4 separate regions of the Mus musculus genome follow, and regions 2, 3 and 4 are each linked to region 1. The links are chromatin contacts, called in public HiChIP or PLAC-seq maps. All regions are on one chromosome and are shown on one strand. Each heading gives the region's core, a stretch centred on a gene start, on an enhancer-like site or on the middle of the called end of the contact. The rest is flanking DNA. Distances are from core to core; before and after follow the strand shown. Region 1 holds the start of Ndufa9 (NADH:ubiquinone oxidoreductase subunit A9). Region 2 holds the start of Tnfrsf1a (tumor necrosis factor receptor superfamily, member 1a). Region 3 holds the start of Scnn1a (sodium channel, nonvoltage-gated 1 alpha). Region 4 holds the start of Fkbp4 (FK506 binding protein 4).

Region 1 (3,207 bases), core at 436-2,935:
CCTGCCTGCCTGCTTGCCTGCCTGCCTGCCTGTGGATCCCATGCCCCTAACTGGGCTGCCTTGGCCTTGTCTGGCCTCGGCGAGGTGAGAAAGGATGTGCCTGCAGTGACTAGATGTGTGGGGGTGGGGGTGATACTCAGAGGGGAACACCCCCTTCTCAAAGGAGAAGGGGAGAATGGGGGTAGGATCTTCGTGAGGGGGAACTGGGAGGAGAAAGGGGAGGGGACTGACATTGGGATGTAAAGTGAATAAATATATTAAAATGTTTTCAGGTGATGGTCACAAAGACGATAGGGCACACACAAAGGTGGATAATAAATGGCTATTTAGAGGGCTAAGGATAGCCCAGGGTAATCTTGGATCTGCAACACTCCTTTCTCTATTATTATTATTACAGTTTTAATCAATTAATCAGCCTTTCTAGAAAGTTCAGAACTTGCAGCTTCTTTCTGGGAACTTCAGTTTGCAAGCCCATGTCTTTTACTCAGGTATAGCTAGAGGATGACTGGAATCAAGTTTTTTAATTTTTTAAAATTTGAGACAAGGTCACCTAGGCTGGCCTGGATCTCCCTATCCTCCTGTCCCTGCCTTCCAAGAGCTGGGATTATAGGCAGGGACCACCAGAGCCTGAAAAAAGATTTTTAAATGCAAGTGGTTCTATTTTCTCAGAACATCCCGAGGCTCCAGGTAAATCTTTGCAGAACAACACAGATTTTCAAAGAGGCCCAGTTTTTAAAAAAGCTGCTCTGGGTAAAGCCAGCAGTTTTTCCATAAGAAAAATATGTTGAATGTCAAGCATAGCATGCGATTTTATATCACATTTCAGGTGATTCACGTTTCAAAACCATTTATAAATCTCTGGATCAGCCCAGGGTGGTGACTCCTACCTGAAGCAGAGAGCTGTACCACAAGTTCGAAGCCAACTAGGACTTCAAAGGGAGACCCTGTCTCAAAAATTCCAAAAATAGAACTTCTCGTTTCATAATTCAGTTAGTGATGAGTGTGCTTCAATAAACAAAATTCACGACCGAACAAACACATAAACCCCAGCCAATCAAATTCACGACACAGAGACTGATCACCGCGTTGGAAAAGGTGATCAGAAGTCCCTGGTGAGGTCATCTATGAGTGGAATTGAATTGGTGCAGACATCTAAGTATGCATTCTATGAAAGGGGACAGTGAACACTAACGCCCTGCAAAAGGATGTTCCTGGCGGCGTTGGCGTGCGAGGGGCTTAGGGTGGGGGCGCCTCTGCATTTCTATTTAACTCCCCCACTTGTACACTGTACGCAGACCCTATTACACCTTTTTCCTCCGTGCAACTCCTTGAGTGCAGGGGCACCCTTCCTTCTTACCCCTGCAGAGCTGTCTGACTCTTTTTGGTAATTAGCCCATAGAAAAAGGGTCTTTGAAAGCTGGCCATTTTGCATGCCCTTGAGTCAGTCCTTGGTTAACTCTGAAATGCAGATTCCCCGGAAATATCAGGTGGTCTTCACAACCCATTCCAAAACCGGGACTGTATTTTCCCCTGCCTTCTCCTCCTCTTTTTCTTTTTCTCTCCTCTGCTTTTACTCCCAGGCTCTCTTATCAACCATCAACCTGCCACTTCCGTTCCCAGTTGGCGTTTGCGCAGAGAGGTCCTTGAGATACCATTTGACCCCGCGTTGTTGCCGTAGTTGGCGGAAGCACCGGCCGTGAGGCATTGTGGGAGAAGATGGCGGCCGCCGTCCGCTTTCGGGTTGTTAGAGCGCTTCCAATGTCACGTAAGTGTCACCGGGGACCGGGTCTTGGGGTTGCATTCGGCGACGGGAACATGACCTTTCTTCCTCATACTCTTGGCTCATGTGTGAAACTGCACTCGGCAAGGGGACGGAGAGCTGGAGGAGCTGGGAGGGACGAGGAGAACCCGGACACTGACAGGTTCGAGATAGTGCGTGGATTGTGGGGAAGGTTGCGGTCCAAGAGAGTACTTATCCAGGGGAAAGGGGGCTTGGACGGCAGGACATCGATTGACTTCATGGTGGTGATCGCACTGGAAATCAGAATCCGCGCCACAGATGTCAGGTTGTGGCGGTAGGGACTGCAGCAGCGAGAGATGGTTGTGGAGAGTCGGGAGCTGGGTGGAAAGAAAAGTGAAGGACCGCTTAGAATTTGTCAGCGTTGTTTATTTACTCTTCTGTCGTGATTGAATGTGTTCACAGCCCTCAAATCGAAACCATGCATTTGCACCTGCAGATCAAGGGAGGCAAAGCATTCAGTCGTTACAGTTCACGGCCCTTCCACTCTCCACGCCACAAACATGCCCGCTTCACTTACAGTTTTCCATAGTGTGTTTTTAAAAAACTCGTTACAGAATGTCAAGTCATTCTCAAAATCGCTTCATGTCAGACCACGTAGAAGAGCTTTTGTTCTTAGGGTAGTGGGAGCAGGAAATTCCAACAGACGCTAAGCTGGGGTCAGATGTCCTTATGCCATTGCTAAAGCCATCACCACTTCTTTGCCATGTCCATTGCTTCTTTCTTCATGTCCCCAACTGAGCCCACACTACTGAAAGTAGACAAAACATGGCCATTCCCAAGAAGTTTTTTATTAGGCCCTCTGCCACACTACAGGGAAAAACAGCACAGAAGAGGGTCTCCCGGGAGACTCGCTAGATAGGCAGAGAAGGGATATTTGGAGCAATCACAGCCTATCCTCTTTAGTACCAGTCACAGTTGGCCCTCTGTGCATGTTCTCTAACCTCAGAAATGAGTACAGGGTCATCTAGAATTGGGTTGTAACAGCATAAAAATCTGGGACAAACTGTTTGAGGTGACCTGGCCGAGGAGGGGCTTTCAGGAGTCAGGGCTGCTTGGTTCATGTAGTTTCCCCAAGGCATCCATGTGATTGATATTCAGGGTTTCTGGTGCTGCCATTAGGGCTGATTGATAGTCTTCTGCTCAGATAATCAGAATAGCAAGAGATAGTCCAACAGCTGCTAATTAGGGAGTCAGCTGTTCCTGTACCCCAGTCTTTTTTATTTACTGTAAATGAACATCAAAGGAGCTTTAGAGTAGGATTTTATAAGACAGAAAGACATGGTAGCTCACACCTGTAACCTCAGTGCTTAAGACACAGAGGCAGGAGGATCATTGTGGGTTCAAAGGCAGTTAGGGCTACATAGGGAGTTCTGGAGTAACCCGATTACATAACGACACTCTCTTAA
Region 2 (3,431 bases), core at 813-3,312, 1.5 Mb after region 1:
CTTTTTAAAAATAGCAAAGTCTTCTTGGCCTTGCCACATCCCTGCCACGGCCATCACTGCCTCATGACCTCAGCACCTCGTCCTACCTGAACACCTCACAGGCACTGTGCTCTGTACTGATAAGGCAGTGGCCAGCCCCATGTAGACTTCAGTAGCCTTCCGTGTGCCTTGTCTTCAGGATCTGCTTCTGTTCACGGTGCCCCCACCCTCACCTGGGCCTCCACAACTGGCTCAGCCTCTCTCCTCTACCTAGCTGGGCCACTGCACTCTGACAGTTATTGTGACATCTACCGTCACAATGAGTAGTGACGTGAGTAGTGACGAGTATCACTGCTAGAGATGAGAAGAGAGAAGCCAAGCTGAGTCCTTTCTGTTTGTGGCATACTTCTTACTCCCCTTTGGGATCATTCACCTAATCTGAATTGGACCTAGCAGGGAAGGAAATGAATAAATATTTAACACAAATCCATCTACTCAATCTTAATAACAACTATGAGGTACTGATCATTGTAGACATTTTGGAAATAAAAGAAACAAAAAGCGGGGGAGTCACATCACATGCCTGCGTTCATGAGGGTAAGGGTGCTGGGCTGAGCCCTAAATCCAGGTGATCTACCCCTAAAGAGAAAAGAATTAAGTGGGTGGGGGAGTTGGAGAACAGCCAGAGGGGCAGCCTTGACAAGTCTCCCAGGAGAGACTGGGAGACAGGACAGGACCAGGAGAAGGGAGGTGACACCCAGGCAGGGTTCTAGGACCACTGCTTTAGAATGGTGTGTAGAGAAAGGGAAGGGAATAGACACAAAGGAGCCACCCCCACCCCCCCACCCCACCCCCGCAAGGAGGCTCTGGAGACTGACCAGAAGAGAATGAGGAGTGAAAGGGGAGGGAGAAAAAGGCAGGTCTCAGGGATAACGCTGGGCCAGGGAGAGGCAGGACCCAGAGAACACTGCGCCGATGGTACAGCCCACCCAGACAGCCAGGGAGCCCCCAGGATCTACACAGAATAATTATGGACACACAGAAATCAAGAGAACATGAACACTAGGCCGAGGCCAGAGAAAAGTACATTTTCCAGTGACGAAAACAAGCTGCTACCAACTTCCCCAATTGGAACTGTGGAATTGGAAACCGTGAGACTGACTTTTGGGTCTGTGGGGAGGGAGCAGGAGGATACATGGCCTAGATAAAGAGGTATTAGCTACTTAAGGAGGGTCACGCCAGGAGGGACCTCTTGTCTGGAAGCAGAAATGGAGGCGGCAGAAGGTCAGAGGCTGTCTCAGGGAGAAGTCTGGGACCGGAAGGCTGCCCAGCTTTGTCCAGTTTCGGGTCCACTCCCAAGCACGCTTTCCCAAACTCGTCCCGCCAAAGCGGTTCTCCTAGCACCCAGTCTTCCAACACCCTGCCCCACGCTGTTCAACCTCGGCCAGAGAAAGAAGGCTTCTCCGTCTAACTCCACTGGCCGAGCAGCTGGCCTGACCACAGCCCAACACGGGCCAGGACCTTGACTGTCAGGGGCCCAGGCTTGCCAGCTTGGCTTGCCAGATTCTCTCCCTCTCAGATTTCTCCCTTCCACATCTCAGGGCAGCCCCAGGTGAGGCACAGCAAACCTGGCGTCAAACTAAAGCACAGAAGCCCCTGCCCCCATCTCTACCCCTAGTACAAGCCCACTCCTGCCCGGCGCCTCGCTAGCAACCCACCCTCCCCTCCAGTCTCCCATCTCACCAGTGACAGCAGCAGGCCAGGCACGGTGGGGAGACCCATGTCCGGCCGGCAGTGGCCTCTCACTCCCCCATTGGGGCTGGGGACAGGGCAGCAATTGACAACGCTCGTGAATGAAGTAAGATGATCGGACCAGGTGGCCCGGGCGATGGCAGCCTGGGCCTCGAGTTCGAGAAGCTGAAAGTCAGAGGCAGATAGAGATCAGGGTACGGTCCTCCAGGACCTCGCACCCAGTAGGCCCGATCATGAGCCAGAGTTCGGAAAACTCGGAGAAAATTTAAGCTGAGGGGAGAGAGAAGGTAGGAGGGGAAGGGAGAGTGGCGGGGGTGGTGTTGCAAGAGCGGGACCGGAAGAGCCTGGGGAGAGGCGAGGGAGGAGGAGGGAGGGAACTAGGAGGAGTGAGGAGAGGGCCAAGGTTCTTTAACGCTTTGTAGCCCGGGTCCCGTAGCTTGGCGCCCCAAACCCACTTAACACCACTTAAGAGCTTGAGAGTCCACAGAATTCCAGTTCGGACTCCTTTGCTTTTGAAGTGGGTGAGCTTAGACCGGTGGACTAACCCCTCTAAGCCTGTTGTCAATTTCACGGAAGGAAGCCAGCCCACCTATCTCACGGGACGGCAGGCGGGAGTTATTAGGGGGAGGGCAATATCTGATGCTCGCCCGCCGAGAACTCCTTTGCTTCGCGCTCTCCCTCCCTCTGAGTTCCCTCTAATCGCACTTTCTTGGACGTTTACCCAGTCAGCCCAAACCGGGAGGGAAATCAAATGTTCTTTTCTACCCTGCCTGGGTCCTGACCCAAGGTCACTCCCACTGACTCTCATCTGTGTCTTCCAGACAAGTCCCTCAGCTGCCCACCATGGCTCGGTCACCAACGGTGGGGCACGGGTGAGGGGGTGTCAGGCAGCACCCTCTCCTAAGCCTTGGTTGTCTCCCCAGTTGTTAATTTGGAGTGAAAAGTGCCTGCCCTGACATAGCAAAGAGAAGCCATGAGAATTCAGGCTTCTGTAAAGGGCTCCCAGGGCCCCCTTTCCAACCTGTGTGAAATAGGGTTTCATTTAGCCCAAGCCGGCTGGCCTCAAACTCACTGTCTAGCTGAGGCTGGCCTTGTACTTCTCATCCTCCCACCTCCTACCTGCTGAGACTACAGGTGTGCACCACCACACCCAGCTCTAGATATCCTGATGCATCCGTTGGGACTGACCTCAAAGATAGTTATACCACAGTCTGTAGCTTTAGGGGTGAGGAAAAAGCCACGGGACTCTGCACACTGGGAGGCTGATCTCGGAGAATCAGGATGCCAGCCGAGCTCCTACTGCAAGGCCCACAGTTCTCTCTGTCCTTTTGAGTAAGACCTTACCTTCTGATAGCATCCCTTACTAGGGATGGCTGCCTCCTGCCATCCCCATTTGGGCAGGTCTTCAGTGCAATGGAACCCTGTAACACCCGGACACTATTCACTCGAGTGCCCTTGAGACTCAATGACCTTCTTTATGCATGCCAGTTCAACCAACCTGCGGTCCTTTAAAAGCAGCTGAGACTTTGAGACTTGGAGGGAAAACCCAGGAATAGGGGCATAGGGCTTGGGGACTTGGAACCAGAGCTCCTGGCCCTTCTCCCTGTGAGCTACCCTGACTTCCAACCTCCAGTATCCTAACCCTGCTGTCTCCTCTCCTCTGTGACCCTGAAGGCAGAGCGGAAGACCAGCTGGAGGTG
Region 3 (3,141 bases), core at 39-2,538, 1.5 Mb after region 1:
CTCCTACTCTTCATCCCACTCCCATGGTGCCTACTCCCCAGCACAGCAAATATCCCCTCTGCACAAAGATCTTATCCACCTCTATAGCACCTGCAAGGCCTTGACCTCTCAGCTCTCTGGCCTCACAGCTCCATGACCACTTTTGTTTGCTCTCCGGCTTGCTTGCTTTTGTGCTGCTGAGTGTAGAACTCGGGGCCCTGTGCACGCTAAACCCATGCACTAGCATTGAGCCACCCCTCTCTCTGCGACTGACCTGTAAGGATTAAGGGTGCACACAGTGACGGCAGGGAAGACCAGCTTGTCCGAATTGAGGTTGATGTTGAGACTCACGGGGTAGCTGAAGTATTCCTCGAACAGCAAAGCAAACTGCCAGTACATCATGCCGAAGGTGCAGAGCCAGAGCACCGCCCAGAAGGCCGTCTTCATGCGGTTGTGCTTGGAGCACACCAGGCGGATGGCACCGTGGATGGTGGTATTGTTGCAGAAGAACTGGAAGAGCTCCCGGTAGGAGCGGTGGAACTCGATCAGTGCCTCCTCCTCCTCGGTGGGCTGCCGGGGCTCTGAGGGTTCCGGGCCCAGCGCCTGTTCTTCACGCTTGTCCCCCTTGCCCAGTCCTTGCATGGGCAGAGGAGGACAAAGGTCTTGCTCCTTGAAATTGTTGCCCTTCATGGATCCCTTCGGTGAGTTGGAGACGTCAAGGTCTAGGTCAAGGTTGAGCTCAGGGGCTCTGGTGTGGTCCAGCATCATTAGTATGGAGGCAGAATGGGGCCGTCCGTGACGGTGCCCGCATCCCACGCTGAGTTCCCTCTTCCTCAGTCCTCCCACCCTCCTCCACCTCTCCAGGAGCCAGCTGACCTTCTGGAGTTGGGGCCAACCAGGCAGCACGGAGCTTCACTGGAGTGGCCACAGAGCGAAGTGGTCACAGCGAAGGCCACCTTCGTTTGCCCGCTAGCGCCTCCCTGGGTCTCCACAGCAGGCACCCTGTCTGGCTTAGCGCCTCTCCCTCTTGCCCCTTTTTCCTCCCGGACTGTTTGACTCTCCGGCTTTCACGCCCTCTTGGCCCAGCTGACTCCCGCTTCTCTTTGGGTCTCCCTCTCTGTGCCAGGCTCTCTGATCCTGCCTCACTTCCTTTCCTGCCTTCCCTATCTCCTCCTGGGTCCTCTTCTCTAGGCTCTCTAGCCCTGGCCTCCAGCTCCCTGCTACCTCCTTCTCTGCCTCGGGGACCGTGGGTTGCAGGAGGCCGGAGCTGCCTCCTGCTCCCGGCTCCAGGTGTGGCTGGGCTGTGACTGGTTCCTTTCCAGTTAAATCTGGCAGCCGAGCCTCTCCACCCTCTCACCTGACAGGTGCAGTGCCTGGCTCCAGAGACCGCCCGTCGGCCACGGGCAAGGATGGGAGCGACAGAAGCCTCATTAGCATCTCAATTAAAGGTGAGCAGGGCAGAGGGAGGATCGGAGGAGGAGTCTGGTCTGGGAGCTCTCCAGGGAGGAGGGCTCTTGGGGGACAGGTGAACCAGGTACCTGCTGAAGAGTTTCGGCCAGGGATTGATGGCGAACTGACTGAAAAAGAGACTAGGGGCAGAAGACAGGTGAGGCTCAGAGAACCGGAGAAGAGAGGAAGGATTCTACACGCAAAAGCCAGGAAGGCAGAAGCGGAAGGAGGATCGCCGAGAGTAGGTGGGGAAACCAGGAGAACAGGGAAGGCAGAAAAGAGAGACAGACTGAGGAGGACTGTGCAAAGAGCTGAGGGAAGATGAAGGAGGAGGAAGAGGAGGGAGCCAGCTCCAAAGGGACTCTCCTGTCAGGCAAGATGGCTAGGGGAAAGGAAATCTAGGTGAAATTTCAGAAACCAGGGTCCCTTCTGATTGAGGTCCCTCAAGGTCATCCCAGGTCAGCCTCACACCCAGGGTCCTGGAGGAAAAAGAGAATGGGTCCCCCAAAACTGGGAGCACCTGCTGGCCCCCACCATCTTCTTCCCCATCCCCTTCCCTCTGAACTTCTCACCCCATCTACCTGGCCCTGTCCAGGCCTGGGAGGGAGGGGCCCAGGTGAAGTAGGGGGCTGGGCCAGGTCCTAGGACATTCTGTTCTTTTTGACACTATTGGCTGATAGGCCAGGAATGTGTAATGTCCCCTGTTGTGGTCACAGGGTTGCAGGAATGTGGGCACCAGAGGTAACATGTACATGGGGGCCAGGCAGAGCTCTGTGGGCACAGACCAAGAGCCCTGGGACAGGCAGGGATGGCAGACCCTGGAAGAGAACACAAGCTGTGTCTATACTGGTATCTAGGGCAAGGAGGGTGGGCACGCTGTCCTAGAAAGAAGTGGAAGCTCTTTCATCCAGGCTGTGTTTTTCTCCAAACTCTCCCTCAAGCTACCCTAGCTAGAGGAGACAGATGCAAGCAGGGACCACACAGGTGTGACAGCCTCAAAGGCTCACACCCCCAAAAGAAAGAGTGAAGAGTCATGGGAGAGCCATCCACATAGCCCAGGTCCTGCAGAGCTTGCTAGTGATAGTGCCACTTGAGCCCTGGAGAGGGCAGCCACCCAGTGCTCCAGTGTGCTCACTGGCTCTTCCTACCCTCTCTCCAGCAGCAGGAACAACAGACAGGGGTGTTCTCTGTGCTCCAGACCTACAGACACAGACCAAAGCAGCCACAGAGGTTTATGGAAAGCAACAGGTAGTTGACATACAGGGAGATGAGGGGTCTGGAGGCAGGGATAGGAACCAAGTGCTGGGGGACAGTGGGGGAAGCAACAGGAGGGACCCATTTCAAGTGACACCCTGGAGGGACTCATTTCAAGCGACACCCTGAAGACTGGCATTGCGGCTGAAGCTTGCAGAATAAACCAGACAAATAAGAGGGTCCTCTGAGCTAGTCTCATTCTTGAAATGGTCAACCTGGGTGCCGCCTGTTAGCTAGGCTGTTTGACAGACGCCTTGACACACATCCACGAAACCTTTCTGTAAGAAGAGGGAGGCAGGCTCCTTCTCCACTTCTCACACACGGAAACCGACCCTCCAAACCAATAAGCCAGTTTTCTGACATCACAAAGCGGACCAGCAGCTGTTGTAGACAGAATGCAAACAAAACATCTTTTCCTCTGACGTTGCCTCTCGTCATTTCCCTCCTGAGACAGACCAG
Region 4 (3,535 bases), core at 775-3,274, 1.6 Mb before region 1:
GGCCATCACCTATCCACTTACCACTGGAAGCCAAGTGCTGCACTAGACACACCGGAACATTCCCTCCTTTGTAACCACTGGGTCACCCTATTGACAGGACTCACAGACAAAACCTGCCCCAGTTTTGACAGCTATACTGCAAGGTGAGCCAACCCTTTGCTTATTGCTAACCAATAAGAGCTGTCTATCATAACCTTAGGTAACTTTGTGCCCGCAGTCTGCAGGCACTGAGTGCTGGTGCTGAGTGCTCCACTGGGAGGTGCTCATGAGATCAAAGGAGTTAGGCCTCCAACAATGCTGTTCTCAGGGAAGAGACACAAACTCACTGCTAATACTTTCTCCATCACAACTTGCTGTGCCAGATAACACCCAAAGACCATAATCAGCAGGTACCTATGTGAGCACCAGAAAGATAAGTACCATGTGCAAGGCAGTGGTATACAAAGGCTCCATTCACTACCAAGAGCCTTCACTACCAGAGTAGCCACACACACACCCCACATATTCTCTGGCAGTGTCTCTAGCCACCTAACAAATCAGACCATGGTTAAACTCATGAGACTATAAATTGCTGGAAAGAGTAGCTTACTTCTACAACCCATTTGTTTGGTTCCATCAGAAGGGACTACAATAAAATACCTAATATACTTAAACCATCATAATAAGGGTTATTATTATTTCACTTCTTTGGGAGGGATAATAGGGCACAAGTGTGGATGTCAAAAGACAACTTTGAAGGGGTTTTCTCAATACTGTGGGTGTTAGGGATAAAACCCAGGTCTAAAGACTTTCAAAAGCACCAACATCCACTGAGCCATCTCGCAGGCACCATATAATAACTAGCTTATTGCCTACTTAAACGCCATCACTTGCGTTGGACCACGAACAGCACCATGCTGGGCACACAGAGACAAAAAGTTCATTACACTGGAATGAAAACTCGCAAAGCCAATAATACAATAGGCAGGTCTGATAGCACTCACCAGGCTGTATAACTGGGTACTAAACTGCTGGGCAGAGTCAGGACCTCTCCAGACAGATCTTCCATCAAGCCAGCACTGTTCCGGTAATCAGAACTTCATGGTTTTAGCCACACAGACTCAGAACTCCACAGGCATCTCATAGGAGCAGCGAGCAGGTTGAGAAAACCTTCCTTCCTATTCACCTTTAGTAAAGAGGGGGAAGGGGGAAAAAATTTTTTTTTCGCGTGAGCTGAAACCATTTTGTGTGCCAGTACTAACCAAAAAAGGCTGATTAGTATGGTGGGAGAAAAGGAATTTTAACACACGTACCTCCACTTACAAGTCTATGGCTCTTATAAATCTGCTCATGGCATTTTTGCGGTGGGCCTGCCAGGCTGCAGGGAGGGCAAAGTTGTGTCCGATCTGTGCACCTGGGCTGAAACTGTCCCTACGGGGCCCACACTTTCAATCCCTCGACCTCTCTTTCCCACACTGCTCAGGTGCCCACGCCTGGAACCATGGGCATCTGTGGCACAATCACGGGAGGCCGATCTTTGCCACTTCACATCTGACTGCCTGTCTCCAGCTATTCCGCTGTGGGCCTGGGTGAGCAGGGCCGGCCACGAGGCAGGCCCGGACTTGGGAGGCTCGCCACTTGGAGTCCTGAGGATAGAGAAGGATCTGGAAAAATCGCTTAGACGCGGGCAGAGGGGTGGGGTAAGGGTGGGGGTGGGGCGGAACGACATAGGGAAGATTGTGATCCCAGAGGTCCTGGTGTAGGAGGAGGGCACTCCTAGGGGCCATCAACCAGAAAAGCAAATCTTAACAAAAACGACACAAACAAACAAAAAAACCAAACCACTCCAGTACCCTCAGTCCAAGAGCCTCAACCCGTTTAACCGCTTCTCTAGAAAGTTCTCCGCTCCCGCCCCTTTGCAGCCCGCTCGTGCCGCTCCTCCCTGCCCCGCCCCCGAGGCGGAGGGGACCAATTGCAGGCCGGGCCGCGCCAGGCCCGCCCCTCGGCGTCACCCCACTCGGCCGCCGCCGGCGAGCGCGCGGATAGCCGGGTGCGCGAGCCTGGAGCGCGGTTCGAGGTGGGCAGCGCCGCCTTCCGCCGCACGCCGCCCCGTCGCTCACTCCGGTCGGCGGCCAGAGTGCCGTGCTCGCGCTTGCCACACTCTCGCAGCCAACGGTGCGCCCAGCGGCCATGACCGCCGAGGAGATGAAGGCGGCGGAGAACGGGGCGCAGTCGGCGCCCCTGCCTCTCGAAGGAGTGGACATCAGCCCCAAACAGGACGAGGGCGTGCTCAAGGTGAGGGGCCGCGGAGTCCTCGGCTGCAGGCTCATGGGCCTTGGGGGTACCGCGGCCGGAGGATGGGGGGGATTCGTCTTCCCTGCGCAGGCTGCAGCCCTGAAAACGGCACGGCGGCTGCACGCTCCGGAGGGTGCGGCCCGGGTCCGGGAAGAAGCCCCCACTGCAACGCCAACTCGATCCGGCTGCACTGTGCGGCTGAGAGGGGCGGAGCGGAGCGCGAGAGCCGCTGCCAGGGGGCCCGGGCGGGGTGCACGAGGCTCGGGCGCGCCGAGGGACTCAGGCCTCGCCTCCCGGGAACCCCTCGGCCGCAGCGTGCGCCGTCCACCTGGACGAAGGTGCGCCAGGGCTCGCCCACTTGAAAGTTAAACATTAGCTAGGACCTGAAACGGCTCCCGGGAGCAGGTTCCTGGCCCAAAGCCCTTTGTGCCTTTCTGCGCCCCTTTTGCAATCGCCGAGATCCAGCGAGGTCACGGGCTCGGCCATGCTGTGCCCCCTTTCTCGGCCCGGGGAGAGCGAGAGCGATGCATGCCGGGACCTGTAGTTCCTCGCCTGCCCCTCCTGAGTCTTTCTGAGTTGGGGGGTACTGGGTGCTGGCCATGGGGGGAGGTGCATTGCCTTAGAGCCAGCGGCTCACTAATCGCCTGACTGCAAATAGCCCGAGGAGCGAGGGGGAGGGCGCCCTGACCCGGGTCGGGACAATGGACGCCGTTTCAGAGCAGGTTCTGCCAGCAGTCCAGGACGGTGAAATCCTAACCTGCATTGCATGTCTCCCTGCATCCATTGTTTCTCCTCCGTGAGTCCCATTGCTCAGTTTCTAGTGTGTGTGGCTTGTGCAAACCAGAGACCTTAGGGAGCCTCGTTGGTCCAGAAATGCTCCTGGCTTTTTACCTCAACTCTTGCTGCTCCCCGTGAACATGTGGCCCTTTCTCCTTTGCGCTAGGTTCTGATTCCCAGACGGGGTCTGTTCCTCTTTTATCCTCCATTCCTTCGCGGGGCCCTGTACATTCTTATCAAGGAAGCCTTAGAGGATGGGTTCCATATCTACCTATTGGCTCTCCTATGGGGTCACCATATATAAGAATGTTAAGCAGAAATAGACGCCTGCCTATACACGCAGGAGAGATAAAGGACTCCTTGGCTTGCCAGACAGGTAGTTTCCCTTCCCACATGTAGTTTCCAGCGCCTGATACAGAGCCTTTGTGCTCGGCTGTAATCTGGTCCTTCCTTTTTCCCAGTTTTGAGGGGATCTTTTTCTTTT

What was found. HiChIP or PLAC-seq counts read pairs in DNA pulled down with a chosen protein or histone mark.
Region 2: a contact with region 1 is called in an H3K27ac HiChIP or PLAC-seq map of embryonic stem cells, with 4 times the contacts expected there. The contact joins the promoter of Tnfrsf1a here to the promoter of Ndufa9 in region 1. A contact is called at or near these places in 1 of 39 promoter capture datasets (hippocampal neurons) and 1 of 115 datasets of contacts at active chromatin or transcription factors (embryonic stem cells).
Region 3: a contact with region 1 is called in an HNF4G HiChIP or PLAC-seq map of pancreatic cancer cells. The contact joins the promoter of Scnn1a here to the promoter of Ndufa9 in region 1. A contact is called at or near these places in 1 of 39 promoter capture datasets (hippocampal neurons) and 1 of 115 datasets of contacts at active chromatin or transcription factors (pancreatic cancer cells).
Region 4: a contact with region 1 is called in a FOXA1 HiChIP or PLAC-seq map of pancreatic cancer cells. The contact joins the promoter of Fkbp4 here to the promoter of Ndufa9 in region 1. A contact is called at or near these places in 1 of 39 promoter capture datasets (pre-B cells), 3 of 115 datasets of contacts at active chromatin or transcription factors (large pre-B cells, pancreatic cancer cells and thymic regulatory T cells) and 1 of 9 other capture datasets (liver).

The regions. Positions count from the first base shown.
Region 1 is chr6:126,847,622-126,850,828 of GRCm38.p6, reverse strand. It overlaps Ndufa9 (NADH:ubiquinone oxidoreductase subunit A9), which reads left to right and starts at 1,685. Exons shown (of 11, transcript NM_025358.3): 1 at 1,685-1,765. The coding sequence starts at 1,717.
Region 2 is chr6:125,348,354-125,351,784 of GRCm38.p6, reverse strand. Tnfrsf1a (tumor necrosis factor receptor superfamily, member 1a) reads right to left here and starts at 2,062. Exons shown (of 10, transcript NM_011609.4): 1 at 1,723-2,062. The coding sequence starts at 1,761.
Region 3 is chr6:125,319,487-125,322,627 of GRCm38.p6, reverse strand. Scnn1a (sodium channel, nonvoltage-gated 1 alpha) reads right to left here and starts at 1,288. Exons shown (of 12, transcript NM_011324.2): 1 at 254-1,288. The coding sequence starts at 747.
Region 4 is chr6:128,437,145-128,440,679 of GRCm38.p6, reverse strand. Fkbp4 (FK506 binding protein 4) reads left to right here and starts at 2,024. Exons shown (of 10, transcript NM_010219.4): 1 at 2,024-2,274. The coding sequence starts at 2,170. It overlaps Gm10069 (predicted gene 10069), which reads right to left and starts at 1,923. Exons shown (of 5, transcript NR_028593.1): 1 at 1,293-1,923; 2 at 984-1,165.